Regions from separate parts of the Mus musculus genome. Here region 1 is linked to region 2. A link is a contact called in public ChIA-PET data. All regions are on one chromosome and are shown on one strand. The core of a region is the stretch at or near the end of the contact, and the rest is flanking DNA. Distances in the headings are between cores, read along the strand shown.

Region 1 (3,038 bases), core at 223-2,722, 94 kb before region 2:
TTTCATGTCCCCTTCTATAGGCTGGCATGTAAGAGGCCAGCTACCCTCTGACTCCAACTTTCTGGATAATTGGCTGATTTGCTGGTGACAACATCAACCTAAGTCTTTGGCCACTCACAGTTGTGTGTGATGCAGAGAGATGGTTTTATCCTAATGTTGCCTTTGTCTGTCCGGAGAGTGATAATCACACAAAGATTGATTTTTGACATATTTTTAGCAGATATTCTGGGGAAGGCTAAGCAGATGGTGTCATACACGGGTCTGGTTCCTAGGGATGGTAACAGGAGAGCAAGGGCACTATACAAGAGGACTGTGGGGGAACAGGTATGATGCAAAGTCCAGTAAGCCATTTTACTCTTTCTGCTTCGGGGACTGAGGAATATGGAGAAACTCTGCTCCTTCCATCACATTTAAACTCTGGACATGGAGCTAAAACATTTTGACTTTCCATTAAGTTTGCTTGCTTATTTTGTTTTGTTTTGTTTTTGAGACAAGGTCTCACCATATAGCCCTGGCTCGTGTAGAACTGGTCTCAAATGCATAGAGATCTGTCTGTGTCTTTCCCCTGAGTGTTGGAATTAAAGATATGCATCACCTCACCCAGTTAGTAAGTTATTTTTAGGTTTCAGATGAATCAGCTCAAGATTTATAATGTCTATTAAAATACAGCGTGAAAATTTCACAGTGATAATAGTTGATAACGTTCATAACTGCGTCACTGTCCCCTTTCCACGTTGCATCATGCATAGGACAATATGTAAAGAGCTGTGGCCAATCAACAAGAAGCAAAAGCACGTACCAAGTATTTACAATGTTCCAAGTCTGTACTACGCACCTCACACAGCCTCTTACTTCACTGTAATGACTTTTCAGTTCTCTGATGAGGTGGCCAGAGGGCAGGAATTATTTTTATAATCTTTGTGTAGATGGAGAAGTGACACATGAAGATCAGCAACTGCTGTCTGGTTAAGTTAGAGTTTGACCGAGGAACTTTGATTTAGAGTGCGTCCTGGTGGCCTAAGAGATCCTGCACAAGTAGCCGTGCTGAAACAGGGCTGGTGAGTGAGGTAGTTTCCCTCAATTGGATTCCATTTCTTTCTTCTGTTCTGAGGTGATAGATACAGCTAACCCTCTTAGCTGCTTCATCCTCACTGTCATCCTAGGGCTCAGGAATTTGGACAATTTCCCAGGCTGCAGTGGATTCTGTCTAAGAAGTACTGCCTTCATTTACCTTCCAATATCTCTACAAGGGTCCAAATTCTTTCACATACCTCCCACATAAAATGGAAGTTTAAAGACAAATGCATGTTCAAAGGTGTCAGCAGATGCCGATCACAGACAACGAGTCATTGGGTGGTTCTAGTCATAGGATATGGCTAGATCATACAAACCTGCAGACACAGAACAGTCTCTACCTGTGGTTGCCCAGAACCAGGAGTCTGGGTGACATGAAGAATGACAGATAAGGAATATGGTATTTGTTTTTGGTGTGATGAAATGTTCTGTAATCAATCCTGATGTGGGTTGTGCACCTATTTAAACATTCCCAAGTCATTGACATGCACAGTTTAAATCAGTGAATTGCATATCAAGAGTACACCCCAATAAAGTTTTAAAAATCAAATAAAAACTAAAAACTAAAGCAGACCATCTCTCTAAAAAGATCATTTAGAACATTGCTTTATTAATTTATTAATTCAATTTTCTGGCTGGGCGGTCAGTTGGCCATGAGATACAATGGAGGAATTGCTCAGTCAGGAACCATCAGGACTCAGGAGGAGAAAAAAGCCAGTGGGGTATGCTGTGTGCAAGCAGAGAATGGGCTGGGCCCCAGCCTAGCAGAGGAGGCTGTTTTGAGCCCAAACTCATGGGAGTTGAGTGGGGAAAGGCCCTAGACCAGTGATTCTCAACTTGTGGGTCCCAAATCCCAAAGACCATTGGAAAACACAGATATTTATATTTGGATTCATAGCAGTAAATTAGAGTTATGAAGTAGCAAAATGGAGATAGGTTTATGGATGAGGGTCACTACAATATGGGGAGCTGTATTAAATGGTTGCAGCATTGGGGAGATTGGGAACCATCCATGAGGTAGTTGAGCCAGATATGAGTGTTGGGGATGGGGATAAGAGCCGGTGAAAACTTAGAGAAATGAGAAAACAGGTCTTCATCTGCATGCTGGGAAGGTCCATCATGTGTGGCAGGACCAAGAAGAAAACGATTGAGAATTAAGTAGACACTGGGGATATTACTTATTTCTCTTTGGGGCTGAGCTCTGTGTCATGAAGAGATGAGGTGAATCATTTTCAAGCATAGCTTTTAGAACCACCCGGAATTTAACCCATAGATAACTGTCCTTGGTGTTTTTGGTATCAGGATTTGTTTATTTGGGTTTTTTTTTCCATTTTTAGAATAACCAATGCCTATGGTTATTTTAGAAACTGATCTATCTATTTAGCAAGCATTTTCCTCCCACTCAGGCATCACAGTATCTTCTTAGGTGCTGTCATTTGGTATATGCTTAGCTGCCTGCTTAGCCTTTTTTGACTCATTGGCAGCCATGTAAGCTTGGTCTCACGGTACTTTTCTAATGTACAATTTTTGATTCCTTTTGGCTGTACTCTCAGCCAGAGATGCTTCAGTGGAGAGATGCTTCAGTGGTCCATTGAAATTTAAACATGTTGGGTTCTTTTCTTTTGGATTTCTTCCATCTGTCCTGTGTGTGTGTGTGTGTGTGTGTGTGTGTGTGTGTGTGTGTGTGTGTGTGTGTTTTCTCTTCTCTAGAGATGAGTCCAGGAATCTGTTGAAGATTCCTCTTGGAAAGGAAGATAGACTTACATTTTCCATTAAGAAACAAATTTTAAAGAGCAAAAATGGTTCTCAACTTTAAGGGTATATAATCAACAATGCTTTCTAAACTTGCATGGCACCACACACCTGTAATCCCAGCAGCCAGGAGGTAGAGGTAGGAGAACAAGAAGTTCAAGAACATCCTTGGCAACATTTTTAGTTTGAGGTCAGCCCGGGCCACAAGTGAC
Region 2 (3,158 bases), core at 405-2,904:
CAATAGCCTGGGTTCAGGAAATGATGAGTTTAGACTTGAAGGATTGTTGTCTCATACAAATGCCTTTGGTGTTTCCTAAGAATTCTCTGTGAAGTGTCTGTGGATGAAGTTGCCCCGTGTTTTTGATTTCTCTACATCAGCAGTTCTCAACCTGTGGGTTGCTACCCCTTTGTCATGCATCCATCTCCAAAAATATTTACATTATGATTCACAACAGTGGCAAAATTACAGTTATGAAGTAGCAATGAAAATAATTTTATGGTTGGGAGGTCATGACATGGGGAACTGTATTAAAGGGTCACAGCATTAGGAAGGTTGAGAACTGCTCTAAACTATCAAAAGACATGGATTTATTCTGTTTAGCCCCTGTGAAGACTGTTTCACAAGGCCAAAGCGTGTAGAGTTCAGAACATGGCTGGATCAGTGAGACTGTGGACCGTGCTCCAGCGTGCAAGCCCCCTTACCTTCTAAATCTAATTGGCTGATTGAAGATTCTGATCATCCTGTTATCATTATGAATGAATGATCACAGAAGTACCTCTCAAAGCTCTTTGAGAGAAATGGGTGCACAGCATGGACTCAAATATTATTGTCATGATCGCTTGCTTGCTGCCCATTAGATGCAGCCACGAAAATTTAGGTAGAATATCAACAAATGCTTATTATTGTTTTTGAGCAGATGTGTTTATGTAGTACTTACTAAGCACCAATCCCCGGGGACCAGAGCAGTGAATCTCTCTCTCTCTCTCTCTCTCTCTCTCTCTCTCTCTCTCTCACACACACACACACACACACACACACACAGAGTCTCCTCTGAATATTGCTCTTCCCTTTTTCCTGATTCTATAATGACATACTGAAGTGCCCTTTTACTTTTGCAAACAAACAGCCTACAATCTCATTTTCCATACAATCCCCACAGAGGGCCACCTTGACAGTAAGATCCAGGATGCATACAGCTTTCATTCCGTACTTTAGTCTAGTTCTGAGTGTAGGCTGAAATAGTCTTTGTCTCCTGGCAGTAAACACACACACACACACACACACACACACACACACACACACACACGGCTACACACATGTGAGCCTACAGCTGCAGAGGAGTGTTCACCTATGTAATTAGACCTGTGATATCACCACAGAAACTGCGTATGTGCTGCATTAGAATCTCATCTCACCGTGATTGGTTCCTTGTTCCAGAGCATTGCAGGGGAACAGGAGGGGATGATAAAAGACCCTTAAAGATGGCCAGATCAGTTCCTGGCATGAAACTGTCAGTAAATTCATGTGAGGGCTGCACAGGGATCTGTTTGGGAAAATTTGAAGCCCGTTACCAAGCAGTACCCTTGAGCTTTGGAAGACGACTTCCTTTCTAGACCAGCAGGCCAGCATCATACGTTGCAAGAGCTGTGGGCTTTGTTCCACTGGTTTAGCTACTCCTGTTATTAGAATACGAGACACTTACACCCAATTACACATCTGTTCAAAATGACACTCAAAGGGGTGGAAGTATCAAGTCTCTGTTAAAAACAAAAAATCACTTTTCTCTGTGATTGTGTTTTGAAATCTTTTTCCCTTTCTCTGCACAGATGACCCTAAAGCCATTATTGCTAACCTCACGGTAAGTGTTGCAAGGCCTCTGCCCTTGGAGCAGCTTCGATACGCTCACCTGCCCATGTTTGCCTTCCTGGTGGGTGGTTAGGAACATTTTCCTCACTGACCTGCAGTCCCGTGTATTTGTTTCTCCTAAGCTTTCAAAACTTCTGGACCGAGGTCAGCTGAAGACTCCCCAATGGTCTTGGCGATGATCCAAACTGAGGCTTTGTTCTTCTTATTAAGCCGAGCAGTATTTGCTCATGATTAATCAAATCTTGACTTACTCTCAAACAGATCTGCCCCCATCTTCTACTTCCCCTGGTCCCAGATAGAGACTTCAAAGCCCTTGAGCTTATCATCAGATAGGCCTGCACATGTCTACCCCTCTCCTTTCACCGTGCCTCCCACTCCTTGATTTGAAGCAGTTGGGAAAGACCTTGAGTTTTAAACTGCCTTCAGTCTTGGGCTCAAGAGTCAGTAATTAAGAATTCCTCCCCCTTCTGATAGCCTATGACTTATTTCTAAAGTTGTCTAACTCCCTAGGAACCTGTATGCTTTTAGCATACATTATGTAATAAGGGCTAACACGTTCCATTTGTTTAGTAACCATCCTTTTGTTGGGCTAGCATGGTTTTCAAGAGACAGCCTGGGATTTTTTTTTTCTTTTTGGTAGAAAACCTCCCTCCATAAGACCAATATTCACTTATATTTCAGTGTAAAAAACCAGATCAGCACTTTAAGCCTTACATGAAACAGCACCTTCCCAAACGTTTGCACTATGCCAACAATCGGAGAATCGAGGATCTCCATTTATTGGTGGAACGCAGATGGCATGTTGCAAGGTAACAAGGGGAACCTGTCTCTCTTTGTCTTTGCAAGTGCTTATTTGGCACCTGGAAATCCTTTAAGATTCTTGGTCATTACTAAGAGAAATCTGGGCTGGAAATCTCATTGTTTAAATGGTGTGTGTGTGTGTGTGTGTGTGTGTGTGTGTGTGTGTGTGTATGTGTGTGTCTGTGTAGTAGATAACTAATGAGAATAGAAAGAACTTTATCTCTAGTTCCTGGGTCTTCTTTTAGTTTCTCATGCATCACTGTGCACAAGTTTTATGGCAATATTCTCGTCTCTATCTTTTATCCCTTGAGCAACTTGAAATACAGGTAGGGTGTTGCTGAGGTGGTCCTGGTTGATGTGATTGCAGTGTTTGTGGAAGGCCCCTGGAAGTGTTAATCTCAAAACCTCTGTTGGTGTGGACATGCTTCACATCGCTCAAAACCCAACTGGTGTTTGCCTCCATCAAAAGTCTCTTCCAGATCAGGAGACCACCCTTTCCTTTGGAGTCTGCTGTAGAGCATGTCTGGGGGCTTTGCCACTTCTACAGAGTCAGCTGCCACAAATTTAGTCATTTTTTTACATAGACCTGGAAGTAGTGTTTTCTCACTCATTCTTGTTCTAACTTCGATTACAAGATAAGTGTGATGAATATGCCTGTAGTACTAATTGAATAAGTCGATGTGCTCTTGAGCTGGTCAATAGTTTATAATAGTTAATAGCTAAGCATG

Evidence for each region. ChIA-PET counts read pairs in DNA pulled down with a chosen protein or histone mark.
Region 1: an H3K27ac ChIA-PET map of liver shows a contact between it and region 2, with 4 times the contacts expected there. The contact joins two enhancer-like sites. A contact is called at or near these places in 8 of 484 Hi-C or Micro-C datasets (liver, nephron progenitors and stem cell-derived neural progenitor cells), 3 of 115 datasets of contacts at active chromatin or transcription factors (hepatocytes and liver) and 3 of 9 other capture datasets (adipose tissue, liver and pancreatic islet).

Annotation. Positions count from the first base shown.
Region 1 is chr15:54,959,360-54,962,397 of GRCm38.p6, reverse strand. The region is part of intron 2 of Gm26684 (predicted gene, 26684); the gene reads right to left. Among named protein-coding and RNA genes, the nearest start is that of Gm26684, 7.9 kb to the right of the region's middle. Within about 2 kb of position 1,472, at least 3 of the 459 cell types and tissues checked have an H3K27ac peak or open chromatin away from gene starts, as enhancers often do. A contact at or near this core is called in hepatocytes and liver, where this site is marked.
Region 2 is chr15:54,865,192-54,868,349 of GRCm38.p6, reverse strand. It overlaps Enpp2 (ectonucleotide pyrophosphatase/phosphodiesterase 2), which reads left to right. Exons shown (of 25, transcript NM_015744.4): 14 at 1,590-1,621; 15 at 2,311-2,438. Among named protein-coding and RNA genes, the nearest start is that of Enpp2, 53 kb to the left of the region's middle. Within about 2 kb of position 1,654, at least 16 of the 459 cell types and tissues checked have an H3K27ac peak or open chromatin away from gene starts, as enhancers often do. A contact at or near this core is called in hepatocytes and liver, where this site is marked.